Linked DNA regions of Hordeum vulgare: region 2 is linked to region 1. A link is a contact called in public Hi-C data. All regions are on one chromosome and are shown on one strand. Each heading gives the region's core, a stretch centred on a gene start, on an enhancer-like site or on the middle of the called end of the contact. The rest is flanking DNA. Distances are from core to core; before and after follow the strand shown.

What was found. A called contact is a pair of places that touch in the nucleus more often than the background predicts.
Region 2: a contact with region 1 is called in a Hi-C map of an unstated tissue, with 3 times the contacts expected there. The contact joins the promoter of LOC123426085 here to the enhancer-like site in region 1. A contact is called at or near these places in 4 of 6 Hi-C or Micro-C datasets (leaf, seedling and an unstated tissue).

The regions. Positions count from the first base shown.
Region 1 is chr2H:279,795,236-279,801,699 of MorexV3_pseudomolecules_assembly, forward strand. The region is part of intron 4 of LOC123426085 (E3 ubiquitin protein ligase RIN2-like); the gene reads right to left. Among protein-coding and RNA genes, the nearest start is that of LOC123426086, 29 kb to the right of the region's middle. Within about 2 kb of position 3,111, at least 1 of the 3 cell types and tissues checked has open chromatin away from gene starts, as enhancers often do. A contact at or near this core is called in seedling, where this site is marked.
Region 2 is chr2H:279,829,864-279,836,327 of MorexV3_pseudomolecules_assembly, forward strand. LOC123426085 (E3 ubiquitin protein ligase RIN2-like) reads right to left here and starts at 3,955. Exons shown (of 12, transcript XM_045109861.1): 1 at 3,561-3,955; 2 at 2,217-2,294. The coding sequence starts at 3,773.

The DNA.
Region 1 (6,464 bases), core at 1,861-4,360:
TTCGTCTAGTATATGCTTCCTAGCTCTTTAGTTTTTTATATTTTTTGCTGCGTTCATCAAATCCGTTGATATTTTTTGCTTCTCATGCCATGCGAGTCCACCATATCATTGTCCGTCAGCCTTTCTCCCGTCCTGATCCTTTCTATACAACTTTTGTGGCCTACTTGCCCTTGTTGTTTTCCATAGGATTTTCTAGACTCCTTTTGCATTGTCGATCTACGCCCATCGCGCCTTAACCGCCGAGCTTCTTTCGTCGTCGGTTGTCATGGACTATGATTTTCTGCACAATGCTTTATTCTCTTTGCATTGTTGATCTAAGCCTATTCTCTTGCCGTCGAGCTTCTTTCGCCGTCGGTTTTCATGGGCAATGATTCTTTAAGCAATGCTTCATTCTCTTGATGTGTCATCTTTCTTTGACAACCCATCTTCTCTTGATACTTATGTTGTATCTTCAACCCATCTTCCTCTGATGTGCCATCTCTTCGTTATACCCTTTGGCGACTCGACAGGTTTTGAAGACTCTTCATGCTACGACCACTCTCAAGACACGGATTTGGATTACCATTTTTTCTAGTATTACACTTCTTCAAATGCAATGTTGTTGCATACGCTTTGCATTTGAGGGGGGTGTTAGGAAGTATTAGTATTGGTGTAGGAGTCCTATTAGTCTATGTTTACTTTCCTTGCACCTCAGATCTTCTGTAATATATATATGCCCCTTGGGCCTTCAATAAAGATAAGTTGCTTTCCTAACACAGTGGAGCAACCACACTAAAGCAGAAGCAACATGGGAGCGTGAAGACTACCTCAGATCCGAGTTTCCTTCTCTTTTTAGCGCCTAGCCTAGGAATCTCGGGGACGAGATTCTTGTAAGGGGGATAGGTTATCACACCCTGTGTTTGTACCAATTTTGCCACGTGTTGTTTTTATAAAAATTGGGACCAATTAAAACTTTTTGCATGTTTGTGATGATTGATTTTGTTGCAACTTGCTTGTGTGACTGATTGAGTTTTTGAATCACTATAGTTGTTCTTCTCTCTAAAACCTACCTCCTTGACCCCAAGCCCTTGCCCAATGATCATGCCATGTGAATGAACCTAGAAAACCATTTTTCTAAATTATTATTTTTATAAAAGGCATTTAATCATTTCAAATTCTCCAAAACCCCTGATTCACCAAAGACTTTATTTGAACCCCATTATTCAAAAGACTTACCAAAACCACAACGTAACTATTTTTAAAGTTATTTTCCTATTTTATATAAATACATTTTTTGAGGCTAGAAATGTTATTTCATATGGAAAAATTATTTTCTTGCTTCAAAAATATTTGAGAAAATTTAGGGAAACACAATGTACATATATTTTCCATACATAAGAGTTTCAACACATGGTCATGTTCAAAATATTGGACAAAACCCCTCAAAACCCTTTCTGCCTATTTCAGGCTTTTGAAATATTTCCATAGGAACTATTCTCAATAAATTTCAGGAAAATTCTAGTAAGTCATAGGTGGCGATCCTGCAAAGTTTCATCTCAATTCAAGTTGATTTGATCCACCTATTAATCCCAAAACTCTTTCTATCCAGAACAAAATTTGAGCAACTTTACATTGCCAAGTTTATCCAATTGATCCCAAATTTTACAAGAGTAGCATCCTTATTTGGGGGCTGGATCACTCTTGTAAAGTTTGGGATCAATTGGATAAACTTGGCAATGTAAAGTTGCTCAAATTTTGTACTGAACAGAAAGAGCTTTGGGAATAATAGGTGGATCAAATCAACTTGAATTGAGATGAAACTTTGCAGGATCACCGCCTTTATCATGTATGACTTGCTAGAATTTTCCTGAAATTTATTGAGAATAGTTCCTATGAAAATATTTCAAAAGACTGAAATAGGCAGAAAGGGTTTTAAGGGTTTTGTCCAATATTTTGAACATGACCATGTGTTAAAACTCTTATGTATGAAAAATATATGTCCAATGTGTTTCCCTAAAAAATTTCAAATATTTTTGAAGCAAGAAAATAATTTTTCCCTATGAAATACCATTTCTAGCCTAAAAAAAAGGTATTTATATAAAATAGGAAAATAACTTTAAAAATAGTTACGTTATGGTTTTGGGAAGTCTTTTGAATAATAGGGTTCAAATAAAGTCTTTGGTGTAAAACATCCCCCCTAAATTGGGGACTTGCAGTACAAATCCCAATCAGGAGTTTTGAAGAATTTGAAATGATTAAATGTATTTTATAAAAATAATAATTTAGAAAAATGGTTTTCTGGTTTCATTCACATGGCATGATCATTGGGCAAGGGGTTGGGGTCAAGGAGGTAGGTTTTAGAGAGAAGAACAACTATAGTGATTCAAAAACTCAATCAGTCACACAAGCACCAAGTTGTATATTTGTGGGAGTTGATTTGATCACCTTGGTCCATAGAAATCTGATTATGTCCATTTCTAGGGTTTTTCATGTCTACATTGTCAACTTTGTTCAAATGAGCTCAAACTTGGTGAATCCTACTGATTTTGCCCATCATTTAATCCTGTTAAATCTCACTGCAAGTGGTGAGGTTTATCTTGCTCAAACCAGCATCAAACACCTTAGTGATTTGGTAAAACTGCTACTTTCACCTCTGACACTATTCTCCTTCACTCCAAATTTTTACCACAAGCCCACAGAGTTACTCTTCACCTGCAGCAGGGAGATCCAGCTCTGGTTCAATGTTAGGAGACCACAATTAAGCCACTCTCTTCACCTACAGCAGGGAGATCCAGCTCTGGTTCAATGTTAGGAGACCACAATTAAGCCCCTGATTCACCCTCGCAGAGACTTTCTTCCCCTCTTCCTTTGACCACAGCCTCCCTCCTCTGCTCCAAAGCATCCAAGGGGCATCTCCACATCCCCCAGACACTAGAGGACAAGGTGGGACGCGCCAGAGCGCGCCAGCAGCAGCATGTCATGTCATGCCAAAACTGCGCTCTGGACGCGCTACAGTGCGGATGCACACTGTGGGAGGCCACCCCCGACCAGCTTTGGACCCCTCCGGCTGTCCCCCGAGGCCCCCTTGACGGCAAAGGCCCTGCGTCATGTCGTGCCCCTCCTTTCTCCCTTCTCCTCCCCCCTACAACTCTTGCCCCCGGCCGGCTGATTCGGTCAGATGGCGCCCACCACCATGGCACGCCAGGAGCCAGCTCCCGCTCCTCCTCGTTCCCTTTCCAACCCCAGACTGCGTCCCCAAGTCCCCTCTCCCCCCCTGGCCATCGCCACGGTCTCGCCGGCACACGAGCTTTCGGTGAACCGTCCCCCCTCTATATAACGACACCCCGAGCCTCCCTCTCCCTCCCTTCGACCTCCTGGTACTCCTAATCGCACCCCTGAGCCACCCACTCATCGCCAGGAGCCCCCAAGCTCGAGATCGAGCTCGGGATCCGCCGCATCAGGATTCCGGTAATCCCTGGGTACAAGACCGCTTCGGCTTTCATTTCTTGGCATGATGGGTGAACATGGGTTGTGCAGCCCTCAGTTGATATTGAAATCTATAAACCGGTTGCGTGGTTACCACTTGCCTTATGATGCATGCCGTACGAGAAGTTGATCATGTTATTGCACTAGGGAAAACTCTGCTTTCCTCAAAATAGCATACTAGTGTTATATCATGCTTCATTATTGCCTTTTTCCATATCATGGGTTGCTTGCGAGTATATTCAAAGTACTCATTGGCTTGCCACTACTTATTTAATTAGCCAGGCATGGAAGAGCAAAAACTTGGAGAAGAGTTCGTCGGTGACGAACATGCGAACTAGGACGCTTCCCAGTCAGAATGCCAATAGGTTCAGGCAGATGGCATGGGTTCATGCTTCCAATCAAGATATCCGTTGTTAGTTGTGTTTGGTGTGTCGGCCTTCAAGATCCTACCTATGTAAGACTTGGCCTTAATGGTCCTTAATTGTATCAGACGGTATGTATGGATGTAAGACTCTTGTCATTCAGCTTCTGTGTGTTCAGTGAGCATTGATCTCTGGGATCACTATACACGTGCATTCGGTTATCATGACTTACAAATCGGGGTCCCCACAGTGATAGACCTTCCAAGCGACATGGGTATATCCGACACTTCCAATATTGCGGATATATCCAACACTTTCAATGTTGCGGACTTGACTCACTACCATCCAGAAGAAGCACTCTATGAAGATAACTCGAGGGCGAGTTCCAAACAACCAGGGGACAATGATGAGGAACAATAGATGAAAATAATAATAATATGTCAGATTTGTTTGGCCACTTCTAGATACTTCCACTCTAGTGTAGTATTTGTTTTCTTTTCTTTACACTACCTACTGTTTTCTAGAGTCTTCTAGTTATGAGTAGCTATGAGTAGAATGATGAATGTTAAGTGATGTTTTCTGGAATGTTCTAGCCATAAGTAGAAGTATTTGAAGGCTTCCTCGAAGCCCTATAAATAGAGGTCCTCGCCTCTAGTTTGTAACCGGACTACGTACCCACTATCTAAATAGAACTTTTTGTTCCTATCTAAGATCTTGGACTAGATCTTGTGCTCTAGTAGTTTTGGATTGAACTCCTGCTGCCATATTGGCCTCCACTCGCCTCTAGAGTGATATCTAGCGCAGCACGTTGAGTAGTTTCTTCAACACTTGTGTTGTACACATTGTAGCAGCAAGGTGGGGTTGTTCCTCCACAACCTTGTGCTGCTTCAGAAATGATGCCATGTCAGCTTATGAAAAAGTTCTTGGAATTATAGAAGCTCTAAAGAGATACAGAAACTACTTGTGGAGCAATACACTGGTAATCAGGACAGGTCAACAAAGCCTAAAGTATATCACAGAGCAAAGGATCACGTAAGGTATACAGCACAAGCTCATGTTCAAACTTCTGGAATTTGACTTCACTATGGAGTACAAAAAAGGAAAAGAAAAAACATTGTAGCTGATGCACTGTCCAGAATGTATCAGTAGCTAAGTGGATAACAGAAGTCACTGCTTATCACAAGGATGAGCAAGATCTTTTAGAGCAACTCCTCAATTCCCCTGCTACTGATACTAATGCTTATTCTCAACATGCTGGTGTTTTGAGATAAAGGGGGGATTTTCATTGGCAATGATTTAGCACTAGAAACAAGGCTCGTACAAGCTCTCCATTCTTCTGCTGTTGGGGGACATTCTGTTAGACCTTTCAGCCTGAGCATTGATAGTTGTGGATGACACTAGGAGAGTTGGGACAATTTTCGTTGGTTTATTTCTCACACAATGCCATGCCAACCTCAAGGGTTGGGGATACATATTTATAGGCTGCTAGCAAGCCAAGCATATGCTAAGATGCTAGTCTAAGATGCTGCTAAGATGCTAGTCTAAGATGCTGCTAAGATGCTAGTCTAAGATGCTATCCTAACTGACAGTCCTTGATGGTCAAGGATTCTATCCTAACAGCCACAAGGACCATGTGCTGCAGCCCCACAAAGGACTATGTGCTGCAGCCCCACAAAGACCATAGTACATAGACTTATCCATCATTCTCCTCCTAAGTCTTGTACCTCGTCTTGTGGGAGAGTCGAATCATCCCAATCCTGGAGCAGAGTTCGAGGAACTTGATCCTCCCAAGAGGCTTGGTGAGCAGGTCTGCGAGCTGGTCCGTGGTGTTGATGTAGCTCGCCTCGATGCTCCCTTCTTCCAAACAGCTGCGGATGAAGTGATACCTCAGTCGGATGTGCTTGCTCCGTTCGTGGAAAACGGGGTTCTTTGCCAGGGCCAGGGTGGACTTGCTGTCCACTAGGAGCTGCACCGTTCTGGTGTCTCGGACGAGGAGATCACCAAGCAGTCGAGCGAGCCAGAGCGCCTGAGTGCAGGCGGTGGAGGCCGCTATGTACTCGGCCTCACAGCTGGACAGGGCCACCACCTGCTGCTTGACCGATTGCCAGCTCACGAGACACTTGCCGAGGAAGAAGAGGATCCCGCTCGTGCTCTTGCTGGTGTCGATGTCGCCGGCGTGGTCGTTGTCGCTGTACCCGACGAAGTGTGCCGCCCCCGGACACCTAGGGTAGTGGAGGCCGTGGTCGAGTGTCCCTGCCACGTAGCGGACGATCCTCTTCACTGCCTGCTGGTGCTCCGACGTCGGTCGCTCCATGAACCGACTAACATAGCCCACGGAGAATGCCAAGTCCGGCCGTGTGTGGGCGAGGTAGCGAAGGCTCCCCACAAGGCGTCGGTACTGTGTAGCGTCCACTTCCTCCGTCGTGCTGCCGCGGCTCAGTTTCAGCCTCTCCTCCATTGGAGTGAGAGCTGGGTGGCAGTCGGTGAGCCCAGCTAGCTCAACGATGCGCTTGGCGTAGGCGGACTGTCGAAGCGCGATCCCGGAGTGATCCTGGTGCACCTCGATCCCTAGATAGAAGGAGAGGAGCCCCAGATCACTCATCTGGAAGGTGGCCTTCATGTCTTCCTTGAACGCCG
Region 2 (6,464 bases), core at 2,705-5,204, 35 kb after region 1:
ACCATGTACCCTTTTGTACTTAACCCATTGTATAAGGGGTTTCCTGCATATATTCCACACTTGTACATGTATATATATCAGCCTATGGCCTCATGGGAATACAAGTTGCATATTTCCTAACAGTATTCACCTCCAGTGAGCCAATCTGGAGGGACAGGGCATGAGAGAAAGGATAGGAGACAAACAACACACCCACTGGTATCCTTCCAACCTCACTGACATATTGGAGCAAACTGCAGGTTCTTAGAGGTCACAACTATTAAGAGCATGGTTAATAGTATAGCCAACTGCTGGCTATAAGCAATTTTATAGCCCGTCTTATAGCTAGCTTGTACAATAGTTAGCTATAAAAGAGTACTACTTTTATCATATATGGCCCACCTTTCATCCTCACAAAGCACCTAGGAGCACGTGCTAGAGCTGGCTCTTCACAAAGAGCCCGCTTCTCTTCTCTCTCCTCTTCTTTCTCATCCAACTCAGCAAAAATATAGTATTTTAATCCTTACAGCCTGCTGACTGTACCTTATTGTACTTGCTCTAAGGAGTATAAGTATTGGTCTAGGTCTCCTTACGTGTTAGTATTAGTCTAGATTTCCTTACCTGTACTCCAAGTTCATTGTAATATATATTCATCCGTCGGCTATGCAACACAGATAAGTTGCTCTGCATGGTATCATGAGCCCAGGTTTAGGGTTTTTTCTGGACACCGCAACTGGTCCTTATCTCTCCTGATCGAGTTCTCTCCCTCTCGGTCTCCATCTTATCGAATATCAGTCTCCAATTTTATCAATAATTCTGATATATTTTTCCCGTCATACATCCTTGATAGATCGATCTGGTATTACTTCCTGATTGATTCATTTGGTCGTGCTTTCAATCTCATAGCTAAGATCCATCTCGCGGCCACATCTCAAATGCGCCCAGCTTTGGGCTGCCAGCTCTTGCCAACCAACTGCATGTCGTCTCGCTCGGCCGATGTCTAGATTGAGGCCCCCGTGGGAACCGCTCGCTCGAGCCTTCCTTGTCTGGCAGTTCCCCGACAAAGCCTTTCTGGTCCTGGTCCTTTTTAAACAATTTTTGTGGCCTTTCTGGTCCTAGTGGTTTTTTTATAAGATTTATGTAGTCTCCTTTTGCATTGCCATTGATTTACGTTAATTCTCTTGCTGCCGAGTTTCTTTATCCGCTGATTTCCTATGTTATGATCTTTGGCATTCTTGTTCTATCACATTTTTGCTTGACTCAACAGGTTTTTGAAGACTCCATGCTATAATGACAGTACCAAGACAAGGATTTGGATTTTCATTATTTCTTTGTCTTATACTTCTTCAAATTCAATGTTGTTGCATATGCTTTGCATTTGAGAGGGGGGGTACGAAGTATTAGTACTATTAAGATTTGGCTAGGCCTCCTTACGCATTTGTATTAGTCTAAATTTCCTTACTTGTAGTCCAACTCCCTTCTAATATGTATTCATCCACAAGTTGCTCCTCAGACAACGACGAGTAATGAGAGCTGGACAGTGCAATATTATTGGTCTAGACCTGATGTGAGGTGTTTAATCTTGCAAAAACTGTTGTAAAGTGACACAAATGGCAATCTACATGGGGTGCAATTTAAGGGATGACGATGCAAATAACAGGTATTGTGTGACGTATAGTTGCAATGCGAACACTAAACAGTACTAACACAACATGTGAACTAGTCATGTTCTGTAGCATTTTCCTAGCCATTAGTAATTTAAAATTCTAACCTAACTATAATTGCCACTTTTAAAGGCACAATGAGTTCAACAAAAGCTTAAAACATGCATAATTAGCGATAAAGAGTATTTTTAAGTAAATCACTTCAAACAAACTGAAAGGGCAAGGCTTTCCTACGATGCATGTGTATTATTATTGGAAATGCATGAGGGCACAAGAGAATTTTATGTCAGCTGCGAGTCATAACCAAGTGTGATATTGCATTTAATTTCATATCAGAAAAATTAAGCTCATTATCCAGATGCTTGAAGCTCACTGGAGCATTAGATTGAAGATTCATCTTATCAACCATAGATTTGTTCAGAGTACTAGAGGTTTAAGTAGGCCAAATTTGTCAGCAATATTTGGGAGCAGTAAAAACACATGAATAGTTCAATGGAAGGACATATAATAACGATAGAGAGAGAGAGAGAGAGAGAGAGAGTGAGTGGGTGAGGGAGAGAGAGAGAGTATTACCTTGTAGATTACATAGTTAATGATGTGTTCCAACACTTTTCTAGTCTCTGTAGGAGTTAACCGAACAAAAACTAATGTCTGCATAGGAGAAAACATATGTAAGTCTCAGACTGCTGTATCAGAGAAAGAACAAGGTGAGTGTTGAATTTACAGCCAAGCTACAGCACCCAGGGATATTTTATATTACTGGAGATTACGACTCCCTTTGTACTAAATCAGCGACAATTAATATGGATTGGAGGGAGTAATAGACAATTCTGAATGCTATGGTAAGATCTAATATGCTTTGAGCTTAATTTGTGAAAGGCGCCAAGAGAAGGTAGATATGGCCAGATAACAACAGTTGCTACTTTCAAAGAATGATCATGGTCTGTTCATTTATCTTTCCTGCTTTTTGGAACACTGGGTGGCCATCGCCATAGTACCTACCATCATTTTATTTTGTTCCGTAATAGATCTAATCTTGATTTCTCCTTTAAAACTGAACTTTAAGGAAAATAGCCAAGGTGTTTATGTAGTAAGCTAGAGTTTCCAGCATAGAATATGCCTTGGTTGAGCTTTATGATTAAGATTCAAGATTATAACCCTGTTTTAGATGTCTCATATTGCACAGTGTGAATTTGAAGAAACTCAGTTACAACTCAGTCAGACAAACATAAATTCCAAAAGGATAACTTCATAGAAATAATTAGGAATACCATTAAGATTGGGTTATTCGGTAGTTTCATTGGGTTCCAGCGTCATAAGCCCGCCACTACTGTTCGTTTAGCCAAGAAACCTAGCGATGTAAATAACTAAAACTCAGCAAGTCAGCAAATGCAAAATACATATGGGCTTGGCATCTAAGACCGTATATTTTAATAGAACGATTCCACTAGTATTATCAGCATAGCACAAAGTAAAATGCATTTAGTATCGTCAGCTTACATGACGACTAAACAACTCACAAACAAATGAATCTTGAGGACAGCCTCAACTAAGCATATCACAGCATCAACCCAGCTCTTGCAAGACCAGCACTTCGATTAGAGAAAAAACTTATCACACATTTCCCAGTCCCAACTATCGACATCAAATACATGGGGTAAATGAAATGAGGACGAGTGGCAAGCCTTTCTAACAAAATGCACCCCCAACAAAATTGCAGCTCGATGACCATAACATCAGGAATATGGCGCAGGTTGCTATCGCGATTAGCCACCAGAAACGCAACCGACCATAATGAGCTTGATCGATTGCGTACACCGCAGCGATGGAACCCAGTATCCGTGGCGGCATTAACGAGCCCGGAAAACTATCCCCGAATTGATAAACAATCCTACCCTGAGCCGATTAACCAATCACCTTAAGAGCTAGGACGAGGACGAGGAACACGTGTGCCGCCAGATTCGCTAAGAGCGCAACGGTCACGTGCGATCGCAGCACGGTCTTAAGCCAGTCCCCGCCGCCGACATCCCCGTCCCGCGGAGCGTCGAGGAAGGACGCCGCCCACCACTGCAGCGCGGCGGCGCTGGCCGCCGTGGATGCGGCGGCCACGTATAGGCAGTTCACGGCCATGCGTCGCGCTGGCGCATCGGCTGAGCCAAATCCTAACCTGGGCGAGAGCCTACTTGGTTCGGCGCGGGGAATCGGAGCTTGGGGCTGGGGAGAATCCGACGCCGGCTTTATTCGCGCGGGGACGGGGGAGAGGAGGGGAGACGACCACCAGACGAGAGCGACGCGAGGAAGGCGATGAGAAGGGGAGGGACAATATTATTACTTTATTAGTACTTCATTTGATTAGAAATAATATTTGAATTAATGTTGAGGCTGCTCATAATGGGGAGTAAATATAGCATTATCATGCATATGTTAGGCTGACCATAGTGAAGGTGTCATAGCTAGTAACATAGTCTTGAAACTAGCAAACATGATAATGTGGCAAGTAATTAAAGAAGGGAGAGACGGTTATAGTAACATAGTTAGATACCGTATCATGTTAAATGATATGCTACTATGTGTCATGATACTATACATTATGAAGGTAGTATCATATAATAGTAACATATGCATGATATTATTATATGTTACTCCCCACTATGAGCAGCCTTACTATTGTAAACTAGTGTTCATAAGTGTTCTCATTTATTGACATGCATGACACATAGTAGCATAGCATTTAACATGATACGGTATCTACCTATGTTACTATAAGAGCAAGTACAATAAGGTACATTCAGCAGGCTGTAAGGATTAAAATACTATATTTTTGTTGAGTTGGATGAGAGAGAAGAGGAGAGAGAAGGGAAGCGGGCTCTTCGTGAAGAGCCAGCTCTAGCACGTGCTCCTAGGTGCTTTGTGAGAACGAAAGATGGGCCATATATGATAAAAGTAGTATTCTTTTATAGCTAACTATTGTACAACCTAGCTATAAGATGGGCTATAAGATGGCTTATAGCCAGCAGTTGGCTATACTATTAACCATGCTCTAACTCTCTCTCTCTCTTATTTAATTACTTGTCACATCATCATGTTTGCTAGTCACAAGACTATGTTGCTAGCTATGATACCCCCACTATGGCCAGCCTAATGTCGTTGGAAGTAATATTATTACTTTATGAGCGATGTTATGCGTCCGTCGGCCGATCGCTAGCAGACGATTATCCTAACTTTTACAACATAGATTATGTTGCATAATTTTTTGCAAGAAAGATTATGTTAAAAAAACACATGTAGAATTTTTTTTGCAACAGAATTTGTGATAGAATATTTTCTGCAGCAAAGGTCATGTTGCGGAAACATATGTAGATTTTCTTTTGCAATAGAGTTTGTTATAGAATATTTCTGCAACAAAGATCGTGTTGCGGAAATATCTGTAAAGTTTTTTTACATAAGAGTTTGTTATAGAATATTTTCGGCAACAAAAATCATGTTGCGGAAACATCTTTATAGTTTTTTGCCACAAAAGGTCATATTATAGTTTTTTGCAACAGAGATCATGTTGCGGAAATGTCTGTATGATCTTTGTACTTCACTTTTCATTAACATAAGTGTTGTTGCGGAAAAAACTTTTGCGACATAGATGAGATTGTAGAAAAAATCAGTAAAAATGAAGTTACAGAAACGTTGACGTCGTTGCCAACAACACGGTCGTTCACGTCGTTGCCGCGAACCACAAGGCCATCCACCTCTGAGCTCCCGGCTCGAGTGCCACCAATCCCCGTCGTCGGTCTCGTCGGCCGATGAGCTCGCATGCTACCTCCATAGTGCTTGTTGTTGTGATGTCCATCAAAGACTTTGCGTGGGCATGCATGCTCGCATGCTACCTCCGTGGTCGTGGCTGCTCGACAAGGGTTGGAGCTACTCGTGGGTGTCTCTATGGCAGCTAATATCTCCGAGCATGCAGTGTATGAAGGAGGATTGATGATTGGGGAAGAAAGGAAGAAGGTATAGCGAAAAATTGTGGATGGAAGCAACCGGATGAGAAGATAAGGCAGCATGTCAAGCGGTCCAGGCCCATCGGGACACGCGTCGCTCGTGGGAGATGGCGGACGCGCGAGAGAAAATCCGCCAACTAATGTTGAGCGTTTTCCTTACTTTATTAGTAGATTAGATTGGATTAGATTAATTTGCACTTTATTTGATAGAAAATGTATGTGTTTTATCCCATTTGAAGTGTAATGTTTTTTGTAAACGACGAAGATGCCGGAGGCATCCGGTTTTAAATTAATAAAGCCACAACAGGCAGGGTATACAAGTCCTGACATAAACCGATCGAACAAAATAGAGATCATCAATAACTAGACTATTACATCAGCAAGTATCAAGCAAGAAGCACAAGGCTAAAATAATAAACACCAAAAAGGCTGACCACCTCCTCTAGGTAGCCGTCCCAGAAGCTCTAAGAGTGTCGTTGATGTTGTGAAGTCTCTGAATTGGCAACTCGAGGCCCTTAGAGTCCTGACGCCTTGCCAATGAACTCCAGTGTTGCAGGAAGATAAGACATTTAAGAGTAATGTCAGTTGGGTGAGCAGAAAACACACCCTCAATCGCTAGCTTGTTACGAATGTGCCACAGAGCCCAAAGAAACGCCCCAACGCAAGTCCACATGACATGGCTAGCCCGACCTTTAAAAGTACCCAAACTAGAGAGAAGGTCGGCACCAGAAGTTGGGTTCCAATCAACTCCCGTCGCGGCTCTCACGACACTCCAAGTAAATTTCAGGAGATGACAACTGAACATTGCATGGTTGGCATATTTCGGGAGTCC